Linked DNA regions of Mus musculus: regions 1, 2 and 3 are each linked to region 4. The links are chromatin contacts, called in public Hi-C, HiCAR-type and HiChIP or PLAC-seq maps. All regions are on one chromosome and are shown on one strand. The core of a region is the stretch at or near the end of the contact, and the rest is flanking DNA. Distances in the headings are between cores, read along the strand shown. Region 1 has its middle 28 kb from the start of Gm51485. Region 2 overlaps Pcsk6 (proprotein convertase subtilisin/kexin type 6). Region 3 overlaps Pcsk6 (proprotein convertase subtilisin/kexin type 6). Region 4 holds the start of Pcsk6 (proprotein convertase subtilisin/kexin type 6).

The links. A called contact is a pair of places that touch in the nucleus more often than the background predicts. HiCAR-type assays count read pairs that join an accessible place to other places. HiChIP or PLAC-seq counts read pairs in DNA pulled down with a chosen protein or histone mark.
Region 1: an HNF4G HiChIP or PLAC-seq map of pancreatic cancer cells shows a contact between it and region 4. The contact joins the enhancer-like site here to the promoter of Pcsk6 in region 4. A contact is called at or near these places in 2 of 39 promoter capture datasets (both in liver), 4 of 484 Hi-C or Micro-C datasets (embryonic fibroblasts, epidermal suprabasal cells, pancreatic cancer cells and 1 more), 3 of 115 datasets of contacts at active chromatin or transcription factors (embryonic stem cells, neural progenitor cells and pancreatic cancer cells) and 1 of 9 other capture datasets (adipose tissue).
Region 2: a Hi-C map of liver shows a contact between it and region 4, with 3 times the contacts expected there. The contact joins the enhancer-like site here to the promoter of Pcsk6 in region 4. A contact is called at or near these places in 1 of 39 promoter capture datasets (frontonasal cranial neural crest), 5 of 484 Hi-C or Micro-C datasets (the Ba/F3 cell line, cumulus cells, liver and 1 more), 2 of 115 datasets of contacts at active chromatin or transcription factors (embryonic stem cells and fibro-adipogenic progenitors) and 2 of 9 other capture datasets (adipose tissue and pancreatic islet).
Region 3: a HiCAR-type map of fibro-adipogenic progenitors shows a contact between it and region 4, with 2.7 times the contacts expected there. The contact joins the enhancer-like site here to the promoter of Pcsk6 in region 4. A contact is called at or near these places in 3 of 39 promoter capture datasets (cranial neural crest, frontonasal cranial neural crest and liver), 3 of 484 Hi-C or Micro-C datasets (the N1E-115 cell line, liver and nephron progenitors), 3 of 115 datasets of contacts at active chromatin or transcription factors (craniofacial prominence, embryonic stem cells and fibro-adipogenic progenitors) and 1 of 9 other capture datasets (pancreatic islet).

The regions. Positions count from the first base shown.
Region 1 is chr7:65,772,735-65,775,489 of GRCm38.p6, reverse strand. No RefSeq gene overlaps it. Among named protein-coding and RNA genes, the nearest start is that of Gm51485, 28 kb to the left of the region's middle. Within about 2 kb of position 1,334, at least 16 of the 459 cell types and tissues checked have an H3K27ac peak or open chromatin away from gene starts, as enhancers often do. A contact at or near this core is called in liver and pancreatic cancer cells, where this site is marked.
Region 2 is chr7:65,957,025-65,959,945 of GRCm38.p6, reverse strand. Pcsk6 (proprotein convertase subtilisin/kexin type 6) reads right to left here. Exons shown (of 22, transcript NM_011048.1): 8 at 637-849. Among named protein-coding and RNA genes, the nearest start is that of Gm51486, 28 kb to the right of the region's middle. Within about 2 kb of position 1,610, at least 14 of the 459 cell types and tissues checked have an H3K27ac peak or open chromatin away from gene starts, as enhancers often do. A contact at or near this core is called in liver, where this site is marked.
Region 3 is chr7:65,978,175-65,980,991 of GRCm38.p6, reverse strand. Pcsk6 (proprotein convertase subtilisin/kexin type 6) reads right to left here. Exons shown (of 22, transcript NM_011048.1): 12 at 657-845. Among named protein-coding and RNA genes, the nearest start is that of Gm51486, 49 kb to the right of the region's middle. Within about 2 kb of position 1,306, at least 58 of the 459 cell types and tissues checked have an H3K27ac peak or open chromatin away from gene starts, as enhancers often do. A contact at or near this core is called in the N1E-115 cell line and fibro-adipogenic progenitors, where this site is marked.
Region 4 is chr7:65,860,843-65,863,701 of GRCm38.p6, reverse strand. Pcsk6 (proprotein convertase subtilisin/kexin type 6) reads right to left here and starts at 1,566. Exons shown (of 22, transcript NM_011048.1): 1 at 1,259-1,566. The coding sequence starts at 1,531. Gm20684 (predicted gene 20684) reads left to right here and starts at 1,660. Exons shown (of 3, transcript NR_169041.1): 1 at 1,660-1,857; 2 at 2,465-2,712.

The DNA of each region.
Region 1 (2,755 bases), core at 85-2,584, 88 kb after region 4:
TGATTAGATAAAGGAATCTACAAAAATCTCATCGTAGACATCACACTGAACCATGAGATAGAGTTTGTCTCTTAAGATCTAAAAACATCAAGGACCAGAAAGGTAAGACTAGGTTGTCTACCCACTGTCCAGAGCTTGTTTACAATTTAGAGGGCCAAAGCAGGAGGCAGACAGGCATGGCATTGGAGCAAGAGCTTTGTATCCTGGTCCACAGGCGGCACATAGAGGGAGAAACTGGGCCTGGCATGCTCTTTATGAAGCCCCAACCATCCACCCCAATGACACACACACCTCCTCCAACAAAGTCACACCTTCTCCAGTGAGGGTGCATCTCCTAATCCTTCCCAAATAATTCCACTAACTGGATATCAAACCTTCAAACATACAAGTCTATGGAGGCCATCTCACTGAAACCACTGCACCGAGGAAGTGAGGAAGTTGCGCATACATTAAAACCCACACTCAGGGAGAGAATCAGTGTCTACAAGAACCAGCCTCACAAGAGGCATTAATTCCTCTCAGCAACCCAACCATCTCTTCAAGGCCACACCTTCCAGTACTGTTAAGTCACAACCAATTTTCCACAAGAGCTTGGGTGGAGGCAAACCACATCCACACCACTGCAGCTGCTGTGGTGGAGCTCACCCCAAGGCGGGATGGCCACCAAGGTCAGACCATTAACCTGCGGTAGCAGCGGGTAGCCACATGTAACAGCTCTGCCCAGGACCACGTGCTTACCCATAAGCCCTCGGGCCTCTCATTTGACTTTGGCGGTGGCAGCATCTGAAGTGACCTGTACTTCTTCTTACTCATATTACTAGCTGCCAAGGACTCAGACATCAAGTATGTGCCTGTTTAGAGCAAAAGGAATTGATCTCGTGCCACTGAGCGCTGCCAACAGGAAGAACTGTAAAATCTCATGGCTGCCGAAAGCATCCAAAACTGGGAGAGGAATGAGATTAGTCCTAAGACAGTCTTTAATTCTGTCCCCCCCAGGGGAAAAAAATTGCTTGAGAAAACCAGATTCCATGTCCTGTGCAATCGATCTGTGCTCAGGTGCTGGCGACACTGGGCCCCTCCTGCTCCTGAGTATGTGGTTGTTTGGGTCCATGGTTGCTTGGTGATGGTTTGTAGACAGAATGGAGTCTTCAGGGAGTCTAAGCTCAGAATCGAGTATCATGGAGTGTCCCAGTGCCTGGCACCCCCTTTCCTTGGAGGTACCCAACCAACTTCTAGTTTGAACAAGACTGGCAGAGGAAGAGTGAGAATAATGGGCTGCTTTCATTGAGGACTCTTAGCCTTTCAGAGCAGGCTTGCCAAGTTGTGAGGCAATTCCTTCAATGTAGTAACCCTGTCATGGTACTCTGGCTTCCAGAAGGGCAACAAAACAGCATTCCTTCCTGGCTTTCCGTTGAGCATTTAGAAAAATCAATACAACTAAACAAAGTGGGTGTTACTCAGCAGTTTAATCCTGTGTGCTTCTTTGACCCAGAGACCCATCCATTATCAACATCCCAGAAGGGAAGGCTCCAGCCTCCACCCGCTGCCCCTGTGACCCCAGTAGACATTCCCAGTGGGACCTCTTCTGTAGTTCTCAGGGACCTCCCCCTTTAGCAAAAATTTCCCCTTAATCTGAACTATCATGGTGGAAAATATTTCATATGTAGGGAAGTGTTACACTTCGAAGCATGAATGTCCCCATGTCATGTTTTGAGTGTTCTCCACCAGTGACACTAACTTGAAACAGGCTAAGCCTTTAGGAAAGGGGACCCGGCTGATAGAAGCTGGACTCTAGGAGGGGGCTTTTACGGTAGCAGCTGGGCCTCTCTTCCTAGTGTGTGCAGGGTGAGGAGTCTCTGCCAAAGCAGACTCAACTCCCTCTCTTCCCACCATGATGAAACTGTGATGTAAAACGAGTCCCGCCTCACTTGAGTTGTTTCCGTCTGGCATTTTGCTCACAGTATAAAACAGCTGGCATAACACTCAGCAAGCTGAAGGGTCAGATCTTCTCAAAGTGCTTGCTTTCAGGGATTTCTCAAAGCGCTTGCTTGCTATTCACCCTTTCAGGGACTCGCTGCAGACACACATCACACTGTCTTTTTCTTGAAAAAGGACCTTGTCATCCTCATAGAGTTGGGTATTTTGCTTCTTTCCCTTAGCATCACAAAAAAGAGTTGAATGTGATTAGTTATGTCTTTTCAACAATTTAAGCTGCATAATTTTCTACACTCTGGATGTTGTAAGTGAGCAAGTCTCCTGTCATTGGACAATTACATTGACAATGACTCTGAAAATCCGCTCATCGGGGATACTTGATGATTCTGCTTCTCCCTGGGATATGTCTAAAATTTGGGCCTGAAGATGGGGCTCAGTGGCTCTTGCAAAGAAACACTTTGGTTTCCAGCAGCCATGTCAGGCAGCTCACAACCACCACTGGCTCCAGCTCGAGGGAGTCTGATGCCCTCTTTTGGCTTCTGAAGGCACCTGCAATAACACACACAAATAAAAAGTACACCATAACAAATTTCTCTTGTCATGAATATTCTGATTTTTCTTATTTTTCTGACACCATTGAATTGCTAACCATTACATTATGAAGTCTCCTCTCTTTCAGACAAATGTGTGTATTATTTGGAAGACATAAAAAATATGGTATTGATTTAAAAGAATACAGTCTTACTAACAATGATTTTGATTATTTTATTTTTTTATTGATGCTGAAACAACCACACACAATTTATGGGTCAGAAGTCTG
Region 2 (2,921 bases), core at 361-2,860, 96 kb before region 4:
CTGCATTAATTTAAACTGGAAACCCCCTTTAAATATAGGAAACCTTGTATAGAAGGAAGAAGCATACATTCCAGCCATATACTAAAACAGTTGCCATCTGACAGATAAATCAGCGGCTCAGTGGTGGAGTTCCTGCCTACCATGGGTTTAACCACCACAAAGAAGAATAAAAGAAAAACTGCTCACTGCAGTGAGCCAAGCTGGCAAACCCTGTGGCTTTACTTCCAAGTGTCTAGGGCATGTCCCTTGGCAGAGAAGCCGAGAATGCTTGGGTTTCCAGAATGTTTCAGCATAAAACCAAAGCTTTCTATTTTGTGCATCAGAGTAGGACTGGTCAACTGGACTCTGGGATGTGACCACAGAATTCCAGAGAGCTAAAAGGAGATATGATGAAGATGAACCCCATTCTTAAATGACATTTTTAGGCCTCTAAAGTCAGAGAGGGTTTAATTGGCATTTCTGGGCACAGATGAGTCAAACATCTTATAAAATAGTAAAGTCTGAGGCAGGCTGCCAAGGCCCTGGGGTTGACCTCCTACATAGAGGGACAGGCTGGGACCTGAGATCCAACAAAATCTGGTCTTGGCCAAACTGGCTTTGGGGAAAGGAAGTCTTAGACCTTACGAGAGAACTTACGATCTTCCGTTCATAGAAGGCCCCGCTGCTGTAGGTGGTAGCCAACGTGGAAGCGCATTCTTCCAGGTACCAGGGTTTGTGGCCGTTCTCAGTGGTGCTGCTTACGGAGATGGTGTAGATGCTGTTGGTGTAGCCATCACAGGAGCAGTGGTCCCCTTCTCTCCCACCATTCCCAGAGGCCCAAACAAAAATGGAGCCCAGACCTTGGCGACCCTACATGGAAGCAAGAACAGATGTTAGCGACTGAAGTGGGGCACCATGGAAGCATCTCACACCAGTGTGCAACCCCACCTTCAGCCTGTTCCTCCACAGGGCTGTGAAGGTTGCCCTGAGAACACGTGGGTCCTGCCCAAGGGTTCTGTCGGGTTTCAGTGGAGCTGTTTTGCTTGTGGGAACAACGTTAAGACCACGGATGCTCATGATCCTGGCAAGGACGGGCCAAAAGATCCCTCTGACCTTCACAGGACAACCTGGATCCCAGTGCAAAGTCTATAACTCCCATTATCATAGCTGATGACCAAGGGAACTCAGTGTAAGACCAAGGTTAGAAACACACAATGGCAGAATTTGGAATTGTTTTAAGTTTTATGGGTCAGAGAAGTTAGCGTTGAGAGAGAAGTGCATTGATTTCCTGAAATAGTTTTGGAGATCAGCTTCTTGAAGGGCCAGCTCATTTTTCAAAGAGGGGTGAAGGGGGAGGGGAGAGCTTGTGCCTTCTGGGTGAGACTGAGTAGATAAACACGACCCTGTTCTAGATCACTGTTTTCCTATAGATGACCCACTAGAGTTCCCTGAGGTGCTGCCATTATGATGAATGTTAAAGCAGTCAAGTGAGATGTCAGCACCCACCCAGGCTGGTGACTTCAGGAACCAGAGAAAGCTCATGATAGTGGCAGGTCAGGCAGGTTCCCGAAGCTCTGTTCTAATCTACATCCATGGGATCAATGGTTTTTGACTGAACTTCGTGCCATCCCAGCCACGAACACTAGTTAATGATTAGCTCATGGAAGACGAGATTAAGTCAGTCCCAACTGCAGGACCCATGGATAGTGCACAGCATAAATTGGACCTCCTAGGTTCCTAAGGACTGAGAAGTAGCCCTGCCAAACATAGGGAGGGGACTGACACTGAATCTGAGCAACTGATCAGTTTAAGGACATCTTTCAAGCAGAGTCTATGACCCAATCCATCTATCCCTTCTCGGAGTCCAGGTCTTTCCTTGGGGAAATTGGACCACCTGCTCTGGAAGCCATGGGACACTCTTTTTTTTTTTTTTTTTACAGACTAAAGAGACTTCAGTTCTAGGCTAAGGCTCCCAACAAAACCCACAGGGAGGTTCCTCGTGCTCCTTTAGCCTGGATACATTAGGATGGCCCATTCGCTCTGCTTTCTGCATCTCCAAAATGCCGAGCAGCTTACCACAAAGGTTACCTATACTTCACAACAAACGTTAACTTCTGGGGCTGAAGAAATGGCTCTGCAGTTTAGAGCACTTGTTGTTCTTGCAGAGGACCTAGGTTCAATTCCCAGAACCCCCTGGGAGGCTCACATTCATCTCTAGCTCTTGTTCCAGCGGATCTAATGCCATCTTCTGACCTCTGCAGATACCAGGCAGGCATGTGATATATATATATACATTCATGGAGGAAAAACATTAATACACACACACACACACACAAACACACAAACACACAAACACACACACACATCTAAAAGAAGACAGTCTAAGAAATAGGTTAACTTTTAAAAGAAAGGCACAAAACAAGGAAGTGGGTGTGTCTGTGAATTGGGTAATGCCTGTGTCATGATACTTCAGTCAACAATGGATCCCACAGGTGCAGAGAAGCTAGGTGTGGGGAAGGCTTCTGTGCCATTAGAGTTTGTGCAAGTCCTCTATCATGAGGTTACATCATGATGCAATGGCCTAATGATGGCTTTCTCAGAGCATGCCCTCAGCATGAAGCAAAGCGAGACTATAATTACCTGCTGGAAAAGATTAATCAGAGCCAGTTGAAAGTGACTAAAATCCAAATAAAATGTCATTTAGCCCATCAGAGCCTATCTACTCCTTAGGCGAACCACCTACAAGATAATGTCACTCTCAACTCTGTACCCAAGGCAAACCAATTGATAAAACGTTCTTATTTCATGAAGTTCAACAATCATATTATCTGGGAAATACACAGAACAGCTGAAAATAGTGCTCCAGACTCAATGTGTGGGCACTGAACCACAAAAGAATCATGCTACAAATGTCTTCGGGCCTAGCAGGTGAGTAGTCTGTC
Region 3 (2,817 bases), core at 57-2,556, 120 kb before region 4:
GACTGTGAAACTTCACTCTGCTCCCTAGCTAGAAAGAGACAATAAATATCCTAACTCTCCCTGGGTTCCCCCTGGCTCCTACAAATTCCTCTGCTCTGTTTACTCAAAAGCTATTTAAGTCTATCCAAGCACTTGCTATCATGTCACAACTACACGTAAGACATTCAAGACATAACTGCACAGTGCAGCCTTCCAACAAACCCTGCAGGAAGCAGAGGAAGCGCCTGCAGTCCCAAATCCCAGCTCAAGCCTTTGTGGGATTTTGGGAACTTTCCCTGCACCTCACCAGCCACACCTGGCCCTTGGGAGCAGCTCAGAACTGAATGGGAGGGGGTGCTCCCAAAGAAAAGCAAACATTGGGGTACCTCAGCTTAATTAAGTGACAACCATGTAGGATGGTCACAACCTTCACTGTACTTCTAAGAGCAATGGGACATAACATGAACTCCACCCCAGCAGGCAACAACTCCCATTACTTCTTCCTGAAGATTAAAGTTTCACAGGTCTGTTTCAAAGGCCCTGGCCTGCTCTTTAGCATTGTGGGTCCTGCCTATATAGACCCAGAGAGAACCCCCCATTTCCCTGTGTAGGGGGTCTTGCCAGGATCTAGAGTAATTAGGACCTTCATGAGCAAATGCTGAAGAGAGTAGCCTCACCTCTTTGCCAAAAGTTGAGACTTGGTTCCAGAGGGAGAAATCAGGTGGATCTGGAGATCGCCCCGGCGTGGGTGTGAGATAGAGATTCGGACAACCACATGCTCCAGGTACACCACACGCTGGTCTGAGTGGTCCGCACAGGCGTTGGTCAGGGCTGTGGTCCGTAGCACCTGCACTATGGGGATGCTCCTGGGGAGGAAAAACAAGCAAAGTGCTGGATACCCAAGTCTTAATCTCATACGGGGAGGATAGGGACTTCAATGTTGAGTCTGTCCCTCCCCTGCTGTGGCCTCTGGGTTCTGGGAGCCCCCAGGGAGTCACAGAGGTCTCACTCTTAGGTGCTCCATTCTGACCACTGCTGGGAAACTTTATGGTTATAGTTTTCTTTCTTTTTTCTTTTTTATGTATCTTTATGCACACTTGGGGCCAATATATCTGGGGGCCTTCCCTTTGCAACCCAGGAGTTACCTGTCTTTAAACAGTATCATGGCCAGCTCACTTTCTCAAGAGCATGAGCCTCAGAGATAGCATTATGAATGCTGAACAACCAGCACGAGGTGCTGGTGGGAAAGCTTTCAAGGATTAAGTCATCCATCAGGGAGAAGGAAGGACTGCATCAGTGACACACCGCTCTGGTCTCCAGGCCATGTCTCCTCAGGGTTAACCCACACTCAAGGGACCTGGATTTGCTGCAGTTGCTCTGCCTCCAGTCAGTCTGCTGGAAGACTGCCAACCCATTGCCCCATGAAGGAAATAAATGATGGTATTTCCATGACTTCTCATAAGGGCCCAGGGGCCCTTCTGTCACCTAGGATGGAAGCTGATGACAAGCCCATCTCCAGTCACTCAAAAATCATTCCCACCCGTTTTTTGGAAGCACAAAACAGACCCAAACCCTGTGCCTACAGGCTGCTTTGAGAGTTCGTGTCTCTGAAAGCCTGGCCCTTTCCCACCAATTTGTAAACGGAATAAAGATGGCATTTTTTGGTGGAAACCTGATTGCCACCCAATGGCACATTAGTAATTCCCTGCTATATGGTTTGAGCTGAGGAATGCTTTCCCCTCTGTGCGGGGGCTTCCCTTGGAGAGGCCCGGAACAAACATGCACTTGGAGTCTCTTAGGAATGGATTCGCTGGGCTCTACTGGGCCTGAGTCATAAGAAAACATTCAAAACAGCTAGGAATAGTGATGTAATGCCCTCGAGACTCTGTAAATATTTGAAAAACATGCTTTGCATGTACCATAAATTGACTTAGAGTCTGGCTTCTTTCATTGCTTTCTCTGAGCTTTACTGTCTGGGTTTAGGCGCCCTACCGTTATGGCAGATCCAGAATATAGTAGAAAGTTCGAGACAGGCCCAGGCCCACAGGGCCCACACACCCTTTCAGGTAAAGTGTTTGCCTGTAGTATCCCAACTATACACTCAAGAGAAACTGAGCATGTTGGTGACAAATGGCTCCTTAGTGATTGGGGGCAGGGGGAACAGGGTCGCTGGTGCCCTGCCCAAGAGCTTTGAAATGTGATGCCCCAAGACCCAGGAGTGAGGCCACTTTTAACCTTCTAACACTGTCACAGGTAGAATAGTAGTGGCAAGCCAAACAAAGTTCTAACCAGGATTAAAACACTATTTCCTCCCTCAGCCTTTTACTAACTGTTGGAGAGAGCAATCACTGCTCTAGAAATGACCTAGAGTCCTGTTGGGGAAACCTGGATCCCATGGATAAGGACACAGGATGTAAGCAGACAGGTGAAGACAGGACAGCCAAACACTGGGGGCCTGGCCAGTGCCTCACAGCTGTCCAGCTCAGGGCTCACTGTACCCAGACTAGAAGAAGCACTCATTTCACTTAGCTTCACTTGTCTCAGGGGTTCCTGCTAAGGGACCCCAGCTGCTGGGAGAGGGCTCTGGGCTGGTTTCCCCCACAGGGAACCAAGTCTGTGCAGTGCCAGGCTGGTGGGCCGGTGGGCAGTTTGAACCCCCCCCCCGCCACCCCCCTCCCCCCCGAAGGAATTAATGGCGTCTCGGGTCTTGGTTTTCACAGCTAAGATATTAAGCTTCTCTGGGGCAGGGGACCAGCCTGCCTGGGGCACAAAGCTAACTGTAGCAATCAGTTTTTATGTGAAATCTCTTTAACTGGGAAGTCACTTAGCCACCAGGAC
Region 4 (2,859 bases), core at 317-2,816:
TTTCCCCTTCCAGGAGGCCTTCCGATTCACGTCAAGTGCAGAAGCACACGTTTACTGGCTTCTGTCACAGATAATGATGAAACTAAATCTGTCTGCTATTTAACACTGTCTGCTACTGCAGTTTGAGTTACAAGGCCACCCTCCCTTCATTTCACTTGATTCTCCAGAGTGTGTAGTTTATGGATCTGTTAAGGTGCTGAGAGCTCTCCTGGTGGGACTGCACATTTTGAACCTGCTGAGGTCCCTCCACGGACCATAAACCGGAATCAACCTGCCCCCATTGCCCCTCTGCGGGGCTGCAATATGGAAAGGCACCCTGCATTGGCAGTCCTTGGGAGCTGCGCGGACCTAGTGCCCTATCTCGGCTTCTCTTGGTATAAATGACAGCCAGCTTATACCACCAGGGGTGAGAGAATGGGCATCCCATGAGTAGTGCCTTGCTTCTGAACACTCCCGGCTCATCTCAACAACCTCAGGCAGTACAAAGTCGCCACCCTTACGGATGAGCAAGTCAAGAAATGACATGTCCAAGGTCATGCAGCTAGTGGGCAGACAGCTGCCTTTCCAGCTGCATCCAGAGCCCAAAGCAAAGCAATCCATGTCTTTGCCTAGAGAGGTTTCAAGTGCAGAGTTCAGCCTACAACCAACCTGCAGCTTCTGGGTCCTGCTTGCACCCTGACCCAAACCTGACTTCTGGACACAGGCACCAGCGCACCACACAGAGGGAAAGCCAGTCCCTGAGTTGCCCGGGTCATGCTCACATCGCCCAACCAGCGCCTGACTGCCTTGGCGCACGAACGGGAGCCCAGAGCTCCGGGCGACCCGTCGAGGGCAGAGTGGCCCGAGACGGAGCTAAGGCTCGAAGGCCACAGGGAAATAGGTACACGATGATGATGGCGCGGGTGGGCAGAGCGCAGCGACCCCTTAGGCGCCCACTCGAACGCGGCTGGGCAGGTGTAGGCGCCCGACCTGGGCTTCCGAGGCCACACACTTCCGAGTGCGAATGCTCGGCGACATCGCCTGGGGACCCACGGCCTCGGGCCCTCCCGCGTGACCGTCCACGCAGCCTACCACGTCCTTCCCGCCGAGTGTCCCACGGCTCTCCCAGAGAGTCCCCGCAAGAAGCCCCCGCCGTCCCCAGCGATACGGGTCGCCTTCCCACGCGGCGCCGCTGGCCGCGGGCTTGGCAAGGCGCCCCCTCGCGCGTGGCCGCCGGCGGCCGGGAAAGTTTGGGGCGCGCGGGGCCGGCCGTACTCACCTGGCCCAAGTTGAGGTAGCCGTGCGCCGCAGCCACGCGGTCCGCCGCGCCGGGGCCGCCCAGCACTTGCACTGCCCAGTGGTTGGTGTAGACGGGGCGCGGCGGCGGCAGCGCGGAGCAGGCGGCGGGCAGCGCGAGCAGAAGCAGCCAACGCCAGGGGCGCAGCGCGAGCGGCGGGAGTCCGTGCCGGCCGGCGGCCCCTGCGCCCCGCGCGACATCGGCGGCCCGGGGCGGCGGCCGGGGCCCGGGCGCTGGCGGCGCGCGCGGAGGCATGGCAGCGGCAGGCTCGCGCGGCGCCCGAGCGGCGAGTGCGCCGGGGGGTGGGGAGCCGCCTTTTAAAGCCGCTCCGCGCCGGGGAAGCGCCGCCGCCGCGGGCGGGAGCCGGGGAGGAGGAGGCCGCCGCGGCGCGTTCCCGCCCGCGCGGCCCGGTGGCGCCCCTGGGCCCGCGCTCGTGCGGCAGTCTCCCGGCCCGCCAGCAGCCGGGGGCCGGCGCAGGGGAGGCTCGAGACTTCGGGTCTCTCGGAACACGGCGCTGCCCGGAGTGGCAGCCTGGGCTCCGCGCGTTCTGCTAGAAGCCGGGAGGGCTCTGGGCATCCCACGTGAGTTCCCCATATCCCGGAGGAGTTGACTTAGAGCGGCACCTTCCTACCGGTTGCGCCCCTGGAGGCTGAACTCACCTGCTGGGGTCCCCAAGGCTAGGCAGCCTTGCTCAACTTAGCTGTGGCAGTGAACATGCAAATGTGCAGGATCTTCAGGGGAAAACGATGCCAGGAAAACACTGGGGTGTCCCAGGATCTGGCCCAACCTCAAGACCACATTGCATGGGCAAAGGGCATGTGGCAAACTTAGCTGGAGTCTATGAGAGTATTGAGGACACAGCGTCCATACAGGGCTGAGGCTTTGCTAGGAAGGTTGTACAGGTGAACTCCTTAGCTGACCACTTAGCATCTGTATGATGTTGGGCCCCTTTCTGTTCTTGCTGGGCTTGTAAGATGCGGATAACAATAGCATCTATCCATCCATCGGGCTGTTTTGAGGATGTCAGCTCTTCCTTTGCAATCAGCTGACAGTAATGTTTGTTTTGATGAGCCCAGGGCCTGCCACGTGCTTGGTATTCAGTAGATGGTGTACACTCTTAAAAGTACCCACTGAGCTAGGACCAGTCAGTGTGAATGTAAGTTGACTCATCCTCACCCCTCCCTCCAGGAACAGCCTGGAGAAACCGGGGACTCGTTCATACTGTGAAGATGCAATGAGAGGCTGGGATGGCTGCAAGCCTCGGACGGCCCATTGGTCCCAACTGGCCTCATACAGAAAGCAAACCTTCAGCCTGATTAATACAAGAGGGGGACCAGGAAACCGAAGACAGCAAAACAAGGCAGAGAAGGCCTTGAGTCACAAAAGAAGCTACCTCACCAACGCTCAGGTTCCAAGAGCACCTGGCTCCCAGACTGGTACTGTATGGAATTCACTTGCCTGAGTCTATAGCCAGGCAGATCAGACAGACAGACATGCTAGGGGATACAGGAGAGAGAGAGAGAGACAGAGAGACAGAGAGACAGAGAGAGAGAGACAGAGAGAGAGACAGAGGGCCAACTGAA